2 separate regions of the Oryctolagus cuniculus genome follow, and region 1 is linked to region 2. Evidence: chromatin contacts called from public Micro-C data. All regions are on one chromosome and are shown on one strand. The core of a region is the stretch at or near the end of the contact, and the rest is flanking DNA. Distances in the headings are between cores, read along the strand shown.

The links. Hi-C and Micro-C count contacts between places; a contact is called where the count stands out from the background.
Region 1: a contact with region 2 is called in a Micro-C map of ear pinna, with 4 times the contacts expected there. The contact joins two enhancer-like sites. A contact is called at or near these places in 3 of 6 Hi-C or Micro-C datasets (ear pinna, skin fibroblasts and an unstated tissue).

Annotation. Positions count from the first base shown.
Region 1 is chr6:106,643,616-106,646,315 of mOryCun1.1, reverse strand. No RefSeq gene overlaps it. Among named protein-coding and RNA genes, the nearest start is that of PAG1, 150 kb to the right of the region's middle. Within about 2 kb of position 1,250, at least 6 of the 8 cell types and tissues checked have an H3K27ac peak or open chromatin away from gene starts, as enhancers often do.
Region 2 is chr6:106,507,566-106,510,265 of mOryCun1.1, reverse strand. No RefSeq gene overlaps it. Among named protein-coding and RNA genes, the nearest start is that of PAG1, 16 kb to the right of the region's middle. Within about 2 kb of position 1,260, at least 1 of the 8 cell types and tissues checked has an H3K27ac peak or open chromatin away from gene starts, as enhancers often do.

The sequences.
Region 1 (2,700 bases), core at 1-2,500, 140 kb before region 2:
TGCAGGAAGCCACACCTGGCATTTCCCCAAAGCACCTTTTGAAGCTCTAGGTTGAGTCCCAAGTTTGTTTCCTCCAACAATGCCCTTTCCTGCGCATCGCCCTAACATCTCTTACTCCATCACTCTTCCCCTACCCCTTCTAAATGGCCTGCTTCCCCGTCAACTTTAAGCCCCCTTTAATGATCCGTGAAACCAGTGTTCAATACCGAGTGTGTGTCGAATGTTTCACACCGCTTACAACTTTCTTTCCCAGATAAGTAACGTGTAACAGGCGCAGAGAATCTGGACTGAAAGAAAGCACCAGTTGCTTTAGAATGCACGAGGCTTAGCGTCAGCTCTCCCGAGTTCCAGAAATGGCTGCGCTCTCTGTCATTGCACAAGTCCATCCCCACTCGGCCGGTGGCTGGACCTGAAGACTGGTCCAAACAAAGCTGCTATCAGATTGATCGTGAGCGCTCAGGACTCCTGGAATTCCAGAGCCCCACCGTGGCACAGTGGCTGAACCAGGGCCACAGTGGGTAGGTAGGGCCCAGGAATTTGGTCTGCAATTTTAAAAAGGCCTTCGCGTGATTCGCGAGCAGGGCACCAGTTCCGGTGCAGGTGGTAGACCAGCCACACTTTGAAGAAGCAAGGATGGGGCAGTCGGGACCTACTGCGTGGGCATCCTCCCAGAGCTTGTAGGAAAAGCTGGGTCTCGCCGGCCCCTCCCTGACCTACTGAATCCCGAGATCTGGGCTTAGGAAGCACTGCTGTAACTTGGTATCTCTGGACAAGCTTTACCACCTACTGATACCTGGGCTGATGCCAGCGGTCTGGCTTACTTATTCTAGGGTGCGGCCGGCGCAAAGGGCTCTCGTAAGCTCCCATGGTATTTTAATGGACTAAGGTCCATTGTCCCCCAAATCGCAGCCCTTTATGAATCAGCTATAACCTGAGTTCCACGGGCTTTTGTGGGCTCGCCTGGGATCTCAACGACTGCTTAGATAAACAGCGCTTCTGAAGAGACAATGGACTCTAGAGACAAACAAGTTCAACCACAGAGCTTCAGGTTTACAAAACCCCAGGCGGGAGACTTCCTGCACCTCGCCGCGAGCACGCCGAGCGCAGCACCCGCCGGGCCGCTCGGGGCGCCCCGCCCGACCCCGCCCGGCCCCGCCCGACTCGCGCCCTCCCCGCCCCTCCGGCCTCCCTCGTTCCCTCCCCCGTGACGTGCCGCAGCCGGCCGCGATCATGCGCACTCGCGCCCCGCGCCCCGCGCCGCCGCGCCGCCTCGGCGCCTGTCATTCTCCGCGGCGCGGCGGCGAGTGCGGACTGCGGTGCCCGGCCGCCGGCGCGCCCGCGATGTGACCGGCCGACTGGGGGCGGGCTGGCGGCACTGCCCGCAGCGGCTTTCCTCGTGCGCGGTTTCTAACTGAGCCAGGATTCCCTCGGAGCCGGAGACACGCACCCGGGGCTCGGAGCGCCGCAGTCCGGGGCCGGCGGCAGCTGCCGCACTCCGGTCCCTGCGGTCGGGTGCAGCCTCAGCCGCCGCCGCCGGGTGGTGCGCCCTGGCAAGTGCCCTAAGCCGGGCACGGCTGAGCCGAGGCGGCTGGTGCAGAGCCGCAGCGCCTTGGTCCTGCGCCCGCCGCCGCCGCCGGGCAGTGCGGGGTCAGCGGCGCAGCGCACAGCCAGTTTGCGGGGGCTGCCACGGAGCGACGTCCCACGAGGAGATTCCCCGTGACCCGCGTCCCGGTAAGTTGACTGCAGTTTGTGAAGTTGGAGGGAGCCTTGGGAAGGAGAGGATCGTTTTTATTATCAGCATCCCTGGGCTGGCCCCTCTTGTTAGCCTGGAGAGGGAGCGTTGGGTGCGAAGAAGGGGGACGAAAGAAGAGGCTGGAGTCCAAGACTGGCCAGCTCCAGTCTCTGACGCGGGTGGCAGTTGCAAAGGCGCTAGGAGAGGACAGGTGCTCCGGGGGCATTTGCAGTGCTGTGGACTGCACATCTGCAGCTCCTTGGCCCTGTGCGTAAGGAGGGGACAGAGGCAGAGGACGTGCGCAGGGTCTTGTCACCTCTAGCCCTAGTCCTCGAGGGAGGGACTCCCTTGTGCCGCTCCTGGAGGACCCTCTATGCCAAGGATCTTGGGGAATGGGAGCTAAGCCGTTGCTTCTTCGGCTTCCCGCGCATCCATCTCCCACTCTACTCTTGCGCTGGCAAAAGTTGCCAACGTTTCCATAATTGGAGCCCAGTCCTTTAGGGAAAAGGAGGTGGAATAAAAAGACGAAAAAAAAAAAAAAAAACTCCGCAGCTTATACGGCAATCCAGGGTTTTGTGCTCCAAAGCACATGAAATGAGAAAAACGTCCTGTGCGTGTGATTTTGTGCACTTGAAGCATGGGGACAGGTCTCAGAGGAATAGCATTCAGCTGATTAGACCTGGCTTTCCCCGGTAAGCGTCCTGCACCTCTTATGTAAGCCGCTCTGCGCTGGGCAACTTTGTGTCTGCAGTGGCTGCAGCTGCGGCTCCCCGTGCCGTTTGTTTAAAGTCCAGCTCGAACAGTATTTAATGAAAATGCTGACATGATATAGCGGCCTGCAGTCTGAAACAGAGTGCACTCCTCAAATTGAAGAGTCTCCTGATGGGGAGCATGGGAGGAAGAAGCCAGTATATTTTTCAAGGCAGCTCCAGGAATTGGCCACATACATCATGTTTTAAAATAGCATG
Region 2 (2,700 bases), core at 11-2,510:
TGAGGCTGCCATCTGTGGAGCCCGTTGAGAATGTAAGGTTCTTGCTGGGCAGCATTTGCCCAGGTGTGGAAAGTCCTGCATTTTTGCTTTAGGTGTTAGGAGGCACTGGCTGCTTTTGTTGAACAATGGAAGAGATCTGGGATGAAATCTAAAAATCTAAGAAATGACTGCATTGGGAAGGGAAACTGAGGCACAGGGTTTTTGTTTGTTTGTTTTTTGGTTCAGCCACACAGCAGTTTGGTAGGAAAGAACAGAACCTGAATCTGGTTTGTTGTTGTTGTTGTTGTTGTTGTTGTTTTTTAACACATTTTGTTTATTTAAAAGGCAGAGTTACAGAGAAAGGGAGTGACACAGAGAGAGAGACATCTTTCATTAGCTGGCTCACTCCCCAAATGACCACAACAATTAGGGCTGGGCCAGACCAAAGCTAGGAGCCTGGAACTCTGTCAGGATCTCCCATGTGGGTACAAAGGCATTAACAGGGAACTAGATTGGAAGTGGAGCAGCCGGGACTCAAACTGACACCCATTTGGGTGTTGGCCACTTCTGGCTGTTGACCCAGAAGGCAGCTTGACCTGCTTTGCCACACAGCGGCCCCCAGGGTCTGTGTTTTCACTGAGTGCTGTGTTAGTAGACTCTGGGTTGAGAAAGGGCTGCTTTGTGTTTCAGTCCCTGTGTGGGAATCCAAAGAGCTTCTGGGAGACAGAGCTCTATCCCTGTCTTCTCTTAAACTTGGAGGGAGTGACGACCATGTGCCAGTCCTGGGAACCCTTCAACCCTCACTGGAAGGAGCCTGAATACCGGCACTGTCACTACCACACCACAGTCCACAGCAGGCAGCCAGACAGCAGCTGGGGCCAGACACAAGGGCAGAATCCCGGCTGCACCCCAGACTGGCTGAGTCAGATCCCACACCCTCACAGGGTCCTCGGTCATCTGTAGTCACATTTGGGTTTGAGAGGCACTGTTCTAGGACAGTCTTGCCGCGTTTCAGGTGTGTCACCATCACCTGGAGTGTTTGTGTAAACAGAGTGCATCATCCCACGCTACAGTGTCTGGCTCACAAGCCTAGTGCAAGCTGCACAATTCTGCCTTTCCAACAAGTTCTCAGGGCCACCCCTTGAGAGGCCTCACTCTACCAAAGCCATGACGCAGGGAGCTGGGAGTCATACTTGGAGCATCTGCCTTCCCTGCCCTCTCCTGGCAGAAGCTGGTGAGGACACGTCCTGAGATCCCACACTGTTGGATACAAGCTCTGACTCTGACTTACTCTTAATCAAGCCAGTCAGTCTTGAGGTATCGCCCCAGCCCTAGGCAGTTCACAGTCACAGTGGTGAATAATAGGGATGTGGTTTGAGGATTCACATCCTAGTGTTGAAGAATCAAGAAGTATTTTATTATATTTATAACATAAATAATTATTTTTTAAAATATCTATGGACTACTTATTTGAAAAGCACACCAACAGAGAAAGGAGGAGAGACAGAAACAGAGGGATGTCAGCTGCTCCGCTTCTGGTCCAGCGCCCTGCTCACCCAAAAGGCCACAACAGACAGGGCTGGGCCTGGTAGAAGCCCAGAGCCTGGAACTCCATCCAGATCTCCCACATGGGTGCAGGAGCCCAAGCACTTGCGCCATCTTCCACTGCTGTCCCAGGCCATAGCAGAGAGCTGGATCAGAAGTGGAGCAGCCAGGTAAATCCCACTCTCCAATAAGGGATGCCATTGTTACAAGTGGCAGCTTACCCCACCACTGCACTACAATGCCAGCCCTGAAATAATTCTGGATATTTTTAAATATTAGATGAAGATCAAAGATAAGCATGATGGAGGAAGCACTAGGTAATGAGTTAATAAATTGAGTGACATTTTTTCCACTCCCTGGGTAGATTCCTAACTCTGTTCAATCAGCAGCCCTTGCAATGGAAGTCCACCTAACGCAGGGGAGACACAGCAGTTGGTAGACACATCAGACTCAGCTCTGGGTCCCAGTGTTACAGACCCGAACACCTCTGCTGACATCCCTGTTATGCGACTTAGACCGTCATGTGCTCTTCAGTTCTGCTTCTCCAGCCTGGAGGGTTTACTGTTCCCAGCATCAGCATCTTTTGATGTGCCGTCTCTGTGAAGCAGCGTGGTGGGGGCAAGGGCTTGGGTTGGGGATGGAGTGGAGCATTGGAGATCGGCCCCATCTAAGCAAGTGTTCAACTGAATCTGGTCTTTTAAGTGTAATGAGCCATGCGTATCATGGTAGGATTGAGGGGCACGTATGTCCAAGAGTACAGTTCTGAACTTCTCAGCAAAGAAGTCAAAGTTTGATTTTGGTTAAGTCTTTTATATTATGGAGAGAAGGGAGGGGGCTGGGTCACTGAGCCTCCGAAGTCACGTGAACAGACTGCAAAGCATTGCTTCACCAGTGTGACTGCAAATGGTGCTGGCGATAGACCCGTGTGGTCTCCCCACGCATGTCACAGTGCGGTGGACGGCCTGAAAGACTGCAGTCCCTTGGAAAGGAAGCCTGTGACTAAGGCCCAGCTGGGAATGAGAAGAAGGCAGCCCAGGCAGGAGTGAACTTCCTGCTCTCTGGTGTCGGAAGCAGAACCTGAGAGGGGCCAGGTCAGATGGGCAGGTCCTCACCTGCCTGCTGCTGTCCCCAGACACCTGCCAGTCAGGAAGGCACAGGGGTGAGACGGCACTCCAG